Regions from separate parts of the Sus scrofa genome. Here regions 2 and 3 are each linked to region 1. A link is a contact called in public Hi-C data. All regions are on one chromosome and are shown on one strand. Each heading gives the region's core, a stretch centred on a gene start, on an enhancer-like site or on the middle of the called end of the contact. The rest is flanking DNA. Distances are from core to core; before and after follow the strand shown. Region 1 overlaps MLLT3 (protein AF-9). Region 2 has its middle 82 kb from the start of TRNAD-GUC. Region 3 holds the start of MLLT3 (protein AF-9).

Region 1 (2,708 bases), core at 121-2,620:
AAAGTCTACCATGGGAGTTCCCGCTGTGGCTCAATGGAAACAAACCCAATTTGTATCCATGAGGATGCAAGTTTGATTCCCAGCCTCGCTCAGTGGGTTAAGGATCCAGCATTGCTGTGAGCTGTGAGCTGTGGTGTAGGTCGCAGACACATCTTGGATCCCGGGTTGCTGCGGTGTAGGCCAGCAGCTGCCGCTGTGATTGACTCCCAGATTGGGAACCTCTATATGCCACAGATGCAGCCCTAAAAACCAAAAAAAAACCAAAAACAAAAACAAAACCACCCCCCCCCCAAAAAGAAAAGTCTACTATGTCCCATAACACAAAGAAGATTTTTAAAAATGAGTCCACATTTTGTAGTTTAATTTGTGGAAAGAGCACTGATTTGGCTCAGAAAACCTAGTTTCAGGTACCACCCTATCATTCAACATTTTCGCCCTCAAAAAAAAAGTGAGACAAGATGAGAGAGATGAACAAATAATGTCCAAATTCCCATTCAGTCAGTTGTAAAAATTTCTACTACTAAAAACATTTCACTTGTTGGGATGACATTCCAGAGAAGACCCAATACTTCTAAAAGGATATATTTCCCTTTGAATTTAGAAAAATGCCTAAGTAAGACCTGAGCTCCTAACAGAGTCTTGCCTGAGACTCGCCTTTATTTTTTCACTTTTAACATTAAGATAACTAGATGACTGAGGTGACCAGGCTAACTTGAAATACAATGCTTTTGGCAATAGACGGAAATTACTTAATTGCAGAGGCAAAGCAATAGTTTGCAACATGCTTCACTGTAAGAGAAACCAAACACTCCATTGCACTGGGAATTTCCTTCTCTCTATTGTTGGGAATGAGACCTGGGGGAACATTGGGCGCGGAGACACACACACATACAGCAGTAAGTAGGTCAGTAGATGGCACTCCTCGCCAACTCAGACACGGGGCTGGGCCAAGCAGCGCCGATCTGCTGCGATTTCAAGCAAAAGGGAATACCAGTAACTGTGTGCTTGCCTTGTGCCTTAGAAAACTGAATTCTGTTCCCATCATATCCCGCCCTGTACTCCCCCATCCCTCTCCACCCCAAGTCCCTGCACTCTGGGGGGTCACAGTCCCTGAAAACCCTCTCTTTGCAATACACAGCTGTTGACTAGGTCGAGAGAGTTCTACCACCTTCCCTTCAAAGCAGAAAATAGTACATTCAGGGCCCCAAAGTCCCACCCTACACATTCTGTAAGGGCGACGGCACAGAAGGCCAAACTACATTGAAATCCTAGTTTCTTTCTTCTGAAGCGGCAGAGGCAGGAACAAAAGCTCCGGGTGTCAGCGATCCGCCTGGAGTTACTGAGTGGCTGCCCAGAGAGGGCTCAGTTAATCTTCCTGCTTTGATCTCTCCCTGCTCCAAAATAAACAGCTTTGTCAAAACCTCATTCTGAGAGCTGAGCCATGCTGAAGACAATTGTTTTATTTATGATCATTTCTTATCTTTAAGGAAATGGCTCCAGAATAGAAAAGTACGGCTCCGTGTCTTCCACAAGCTGATTTCAAACCAGTTTAACTGGATCGACTCTTTTTATGTCATTCAACATGCCTGGCAGGCTGATAGGTGATTTATGATATTCTGAATATTAACTCAGGTCCGATGGATAGCTTCCTTCCTTTAAGCCCCCTCTTTCCTCCCTCCCTTCAATACTTTCAGCCAAAAAGGAGCTGGAATTTTGATTTTGTTTGAATATCACATAAGGGAGGTTTGGGGGGGAAAAATCTTTGGTTAAAATGATACAGCACTATTACTCCCTGTTAAGCTGGACAGGGAGAAGCAGACACCCAGACTGCTGAGACGTACCATTTATGTACAGTAGTCTCTGAAAATAGAACTATGATGAGGTGCACTTCTATCCTTAATCTGAGGATATGGCTTGAGAATCAAATTTTCAAGATTATTATTTTTCTGTATTTCTTTGTGAGGACTGACAACTCAATTAGTCTGCAGATGGATTCACTACTGATGGGTCTTTCATGTGAATGATCACTAGTGGCTCCTAACAATACTCCAGTTAATTACTTGCTTTGTTGACATGTGGATCCTTCTCTCTCTCTCTGTTCACTTTTTTCCAAGAGTTAGAAAATGTTTGATTCAATTAGCATTTTCCCCTCTTCCTCATCCCTAGAAGACTGAGAAAAGATAAGGGGTACACAGCCTCGCTTGGCAATTTACAGAAACCTGAGAGACCACTGTCAACCTGCAGACAGAGAATAGCCGAGGGATACAGAAGACGGAAACTCCCATTTCACAGTCTGGCCTTCCCTGCATGTTTTGGTCTTTTTTTTTTTTTTTTTTGTCTTTTGTCTATTTAGGGCTGCACCTACAGCATATGGAGGTTTCCAGGCTAGGGGTCAAATTGGAGCTGTAGCCGCTGGCCTATACCACAGCCACAACAACACGGGATCCAAGCCGTGTCTGTGACCTTTCACCACAGCTCACAGCAATGCCGGATCCTTAACCCACTGAGCAAGGCCAGGGATTGAACCCGTGTCCTCATGGATGCTAGTCGGATTCATTAACCACTAAGCCACAACGGGAACTCCTGTTTTGGTCTATTTTATACGAGCTTTCAGATCACCATCATCATCATATCATCATCACAGTCACACAGACATGTAAGACTGAAAAACACATTTCCAATCAAAGGCATAGGCCCAGGGAGATAAG
Region 2 (2,708 bases), core at 156-2,655, 360 kb before region 1:
AGTCAATTACCACCAGGTCTTTGGCCCCAGAGCAAGCCCATACATCTAACTGGAAGTTTCTGTAGAACCCTTAGACTTTCAGCTCCAAAGTGGAGTATAGCTTGCCTCTCACAAAGGATCATACATTATCACCCCGAGAATGACCAGTAACCTCACAGACTTTGTGTGGATATTCTGTGGAACAAACATTGGACATTCTCTGTATGGACAGATTTAGACTGCACCTTTACTTGTCAGTGTCAAAAATGTATACATTTATAGTGATCAGGAAAGAATGCAGAGAAGCCTAGAGAAAGCAGATGACGGCTTAGATCAATGATTGTTTATTCTGTGTATATATAGGCACGCAGAAGCAGAATTTTGAGAGGTTGTATATATTTTTTGTTATACCCTAGAATCTAAAACATGTAACAATTTGGGTCATGGACAGATATCAAAGTCTGTGGCAAACAATCATTCAGTTACATATGGGTATTCATATAAAAGTTTAACTATGTACCTTTGTATTTAACTCCTAATATCTTAGTTCTCACAGCAGAAAAGCTCTACATTTCATAGTATTACTTCATCAGTGAACACTAGTATTAAGACTTTATTATTGGAAACCTCAAATATTTTGTATTTGGGAAAGGGGAAAATCTTGCAGGAAAAGATTGCTAGATCCTACATTATGTATTTTTCAAAAGAAAGTTAATCATTAGATGGGGGTAAGACCTGGGGTCCCCCCAACCAAGGAGTGGATTCTGGCCAACAAATCCATGTAACATCATCCTTCCTCTCCAAAACTTAAGAATATTTGGCTTCTGGATAGTGTTGGAGAACAGAAGTAACAAATAGCCTTTATTAATAGAAAACTGGCTTTTCCTGAGGGAGATTTAAATGTGCTCTACACATGTGAATCCTTTTAAAGAAATTGCTCAGGGCTGGGGAATTTCCAATACCAATCTTCCTTAACCGGCAGATTGAGCAAGATGCACAGCTGTTCTTTAACCGCACAGCATTTCGAATCTAAACAAACACGCTCTTCCACGAAGAGTCTGCTCTGCTGGTCGTGATTTTGGCTTAAGTTAACCTTTATGTTGCTGAGCCTGTCTTCTCTTGAGTCCAGGAGATAGCCATCTCCGGCGGCACCACGATCACCCCGCAGCAGCCAGCACGGCAGTCACACATCATGGCCACTAGATGGCGAGAGGGGACTGAGTTGGGGCGGCTTCTTTCGCTCTGCTTCGGGAGGAACACTTTTGTTTCTCTCCTTTTTCTTCCTGCCCCTTTGTTTAACTTCACCATTTTCTGGCTAGCTTTCTCTCCACTGTAACGCTGTGGTTACGTCGTGGCTTGCTTTTCAGCACCTCTGTTCTAGGACAGCCAGCCTGGCCGCTTCCTGTTTGTGGCCGTGTGGGCTAGGCGCCCACAGGGCTCTTAGGATAAACCATGCTCTCTCGTGCCCAAGTAGGCATTCGCTCCCAGAGTCTTCGTACAGTTCTTTTCATTTATCACCCAAAACCTGGCCAGGTGTCTCTATCTCAGATTGGGTCTACTGCTCTGCTCTGCCTAACTTGTGGGTGAGGGGTGGTGGGGAGTAGTGCTGTTTATTCAGGTATTACCAAAAGGAAAAAAAAAAAAGCAGCTTCAGACCATGTGGATCAGACTATTCTAAGCCTGTGACAGGGATTGGAAAAAAAAGAAAATTCTGTTGAAGGTTTGCAGACCAAACAGACCTCAGACCTGCCACATCTCCATAATATACTGGAATTGGCCTTTCATCCAAGGGACCCAGAAAGGAATTCAGAGGGGCTGGAGAAAGCAAGCTGCTGTGATAGCTCTTTAAAAAAGAACATTCTGAAGAACATGTGAGTTTTATTTTATAAATGACTTAATATCTGAAAAACCAAACCAAATGCTGAATTGCAGACCTGCCAAAACTGGGGCAAGTAGCTGCCAGGCCTTTGCCACCCCAGTGGAGAGCAGTGGGAGAGGATTCCTAGAAGGGGGGTGGCAGCGGAGGTGGGGTCTTCCAGGCCTCTTTTCATAAGTTAGAAGTCAATGTCCCCCTTAATGGGGGGGGCAACTCCCATTAATGTTAAAGGGATTTATGCTCATGAAGAACAAGAGTGGGGAAGACTACAGGACGATTCCCTAGTGGGGTGCTTCCATGCTGGTGGAAGAAGGTCGGGGTTCTCTCTTCCAGTTGGACCTGCCAGAGCGCCAGGGAGCATCACGTCAGAAAGGACCTTAACAGGTAGCCTTTATCAGCCCCTCCACCACGTGAGGCCCCTTGCAGTATTTGGCCCATATAAAGTGTATCTTAGTGGTTATTATTGTTATTCATTTGGACCTGTATCGGCAGCCTATTCACATCAGGCAGAATTTACTTTTGAGGAAACATACCTAAGTGCCATGATGGAAACTTTTCAAAATGAAAACCCAAGCAGGTGTGAAATGAAAATTCCTGTCCTTTCCAACATGCTCCCCTACAACCCCAGATCCACCCCCAGACAGACAGACAGACAGACACACACACACACAATCAGATAGGCCACGTTTCTCAGCCTACCTCTTCTTTTCCTCTGTGGCAGCAGTGTGATTTATGGTCCTGAGGGGAGAGCTGACCAAACTCAGTTGTTTCAGCTGACCTTCCCTGTGAGTTTTCAGGTTGAAGTGAAATCCAATGGGGTGTGAACGAAACTCAAGAGTATCTTCTGAAAAGC
Region 3 (2,708 bases), core at 142-2,641, 270 kb after region 1:
GGGGCGGAGGGAGGGCGCGCGGGCGGGGCGGAGCGCGCGGGGAGGCAGAGCGAGCAAGCAAGGGGGAGCTCGAAAGAGCCAATCACCGGCCACCTCCCGAAGCCCTGGCGGCCAGCACCGCCACACTGGAACGCCTCGCTTAAAGTAACAGGTTCCTGCTGGGGGTGGGGAGAAGGGCGGGGAGGGGACGCTGGGGTGGGGAGAGCAGCCAGCTGGGGAACCATCCCAGCCCCTGTGTAAACTCCTCTCGCCCTACAATAAAAAACGGATTAAAACTGCTGGAATGTAGCCACTGCCTAGAGCCCCCAGCCTCCCGAGAAGGGGCGTTAAATCAAGTCTTTGGCGTTAGTTAGCACGCTCGGGGAAGGGAAGGGGGTTTCTTTTACTTTCCACCACATCTTTTTATGGTTTTGTGCTGAAACGGCAAGAAATTACACCCAAACAAACTTATTTAAAGACAGAGCGAGAGAAATGCCATCCTGCAAACAAGCGTCTAAAAGCAATCGCTGAGACAGTTATAACCGGCAACAATTCCCTGGCCCCCTTCCCTATCCACTCACCCCCTCCCTTCCTGCACCGCCATCGACAATTTTAAAATGAACAAGCCAGAGAAACAAGACGGCAATTTCCTTCCCAGGGACCGCCTCCCGCGTTGGTAATCCCCGGCTGGAAGGCATAACAAAGCAGTGCCCAGGTGAAGGTGAGATAGATACCTGGGAGTGCTGCTGGGTGCAGACCCGCGGGGACCAGGCTAGGAGTTGTTTTCTTGGGGAGGTTGCCCCTCCTGACAGCCTGCTGGGTTGCATCAGAACGTGGAAGATTGTCCTCTGAGAACGCCAGGGACAACTGGGAGTCTTAAAATAGCAGATAAAGTTAATACTGACTGTAATGGGCATAAATTGGATTATAATCTTTAGGCGAATTGGTGACAGACAGCGTAATCCATCTCCGGGTATTAATCCTGTTAGGTTCCCGAGTGACAACCAGTCGCTGGAGTGTTCCCAAAGTCGCGCTCCTGCGATGCTTCTCACTTGGGTTGAACTTGCTCTCAGTGGCGGGGGATAGAACAGCGCAGCCACGCGTGGGGCGGAGTAGGAGTACTAACTAGCTTCCTTTAGCAGCGCAGACAACCTTTACAAAGGAAACGGATAAGATCTAGACAATTGATTTGAAAGTGAAAGATAGCTGTAACTTCGGTTCGTTAAAGAAAGATCCCTGCATCTTCCTATAGCCCACATTCCTTTTTTGCTCTTCTTTTCTTCCCTTTTTCCCTCATCTCCTTCTTTCTCAGTCTTTCCTTTGGCTTTATTCTCTTCTACCTGCCTTCTTTATCTGCCCTGTCTTGCATTTTTTGGCTCAACTTTCTTGCTTTCTTCTTTTCCTTTTTCTTAAAACCACCAAAACAAGTTGTATGGGCCATTGAATTAAAGGGAGCAAGCACAATAGGGGGAAAGAGGTTAGCCGGGGCACCTGGGATCCTTAATGTTAATTTTTCAGTTCTCCCAGCTGCTCACAGGGAGCTAATCGGAATCAGATCTGACCGGTTCGGACCAATTTTAATTTACAATCCAAGCCTCCGGCTTCAGTGCGTTGAACCCCTAAAACTGATGCTCTCCTCTCCCCCAGTTACAACCAAGAAAACCTCTTCTGCTTTAGGACCCTAATTCCTCCCACCCTTCTATTGGATTTAGCATGTAATGTAGAAAACAGCTGAGGATAGAAACATTTTAGTCCAAGGCCAAAAGCTTAAACTTCTCTTAGATTTCTTAGACCCACATGTACATATATGCATAATATTTTTTAGGTGTATGTGTGTCTGTGTGTGTATACGGACTAAGTTTACACACACATAGACAAGCTGTATGTTAGGGTCTACGTGAAGAGTGGACGTACTTGCTATGCATTATTGCATTTTTAGATAGAATAATCAAATTAGAAGTCCTTTGGAGTCGTAAGATAGGAAAGTGATTGTTATCTGGATGTGCCATTAATAAGGCCACTTTCTGGAAGGTGGCAACCATGAGGCAACGAGTCTAGCTTAGCACGCAGGTAAAAAACAACAATCCATTCTTCCTTTGAGTTGACTTCAGGGCTTGGCTAACTTCTAGCAACACCAACCGGGCTGTCTTGGAATTTTCTCTGTAACTTGTACTCGCAATGAGGGAAGAATGTCTCCTTTCGGAATTATGTGTCTGCTGAATAAGATTTATTCCAGGAATCACAAGTAAACCATGGGATCAAAGAAAGGTTCTTTTCCCATTATTCCTCCTTTCTCAAAGAATGCTTTTAAAAACCTTTAGGGGTAATTCTTTCTCCAGACCCTGGAAAAATAGATTCTGTCAGTAGATGGCGCACGGAGCCCTTCCACGGACGTCCTTACGTGACCTCGTTAAAACAAAAAAGACCAAGACCGGAGGGAAAAGAAAAGGCAATCCTGAATACTGAGATTCAACTTTTGGGCAAAAGAATTTATGTCAATCTTTCAATATATTATTTATAACATAATCTAATAAACTATTAATTAAAAGCAATCAAAACAGAAAAAACAGCAGATTAATTTTCTATCCATCATACCTGAAGATCTTTGCACTTTAGGTGAAGTACAACAAGCATGAAACAACCCTTTGGGTTCTTGACGATTTAATTACAGAAAATATTTTGCAAATAAATTTTGAGACAAACTTTTTCCAAAAAAAAAAAATTAAATG

What was found. Hi-C and Micro-C count contacts between places; a contact is called where the count stands out from the background.
Region 2: a contact with region 1 is called in a Hi-C map of skeletal muscle, with 4 times the contacts expected there. The contact joins two enhancer-like sites. A contact is called at or near these places in 4 of 47 Hi-C or Micro-C datasets (fetal heart ventricle and skeletal muscle).
Region 3: a contact with region 1 is called in a Hi-C map of skeletal muscle, with 3 times the contacts expected there. The contact joins the promoter of MLLT3 here to the enhancer-like site in region 1. A contact is called at or near these places in 2 of 5 promoter capture datasets (fetal liver and liver) and 11 of 47 Hi-C or Micro-C datasets (alveolar macrophages, brain, embryonic fibroblasts and 6 more).

Annotation. Positions count from the first base shown.
Region 1 is chr1:202,589,308-202,592,015 of Sscrofa11.1, reverse strand. The region is part of intron 8 of MLLT3 (protein AF-9); the gene reads right to left. Among named protein-coding and RNA genes, the nearest start is that of MLLT3, 270 kb to the right of the region's middle. Within about 2 kb of position 1,370, at least 26 of the 83 cell types and tissues checked have an H3K27ac peak or open chromatin away from gene starts, as enhancers often do. A contact at or near this core is called in fetal liver and skeletal muscle, where this site is marked.
Region 2 is chr1:202,950,693-202,953,400 of Sscrofa11.1, reverse strand. No RefSeq gene overlaps it. Among named protein-coding and RNA genes, the nearest start is that of TRNAD-GUC, 82 kb to the left of the region's middle. Within about 2 kb of position 1,405, at least 24 of the 83 cell types and tissues checked have an H3K27ac peak or open chromatin away from gene starts, as enhancers often do. A contact at or near this core is called in skeletal muscle, where this site is marked.
Region 3 is chr1:202,316,141-202,318,848 of Sscrofa11.1, reverse strand. MLLT3 (protein AF-9) reads right to left here and starts at 1,391. Exons shown (of 11, transcript XM_013993522.2): 1 at 714-1,391. The coding sequence starts at 896.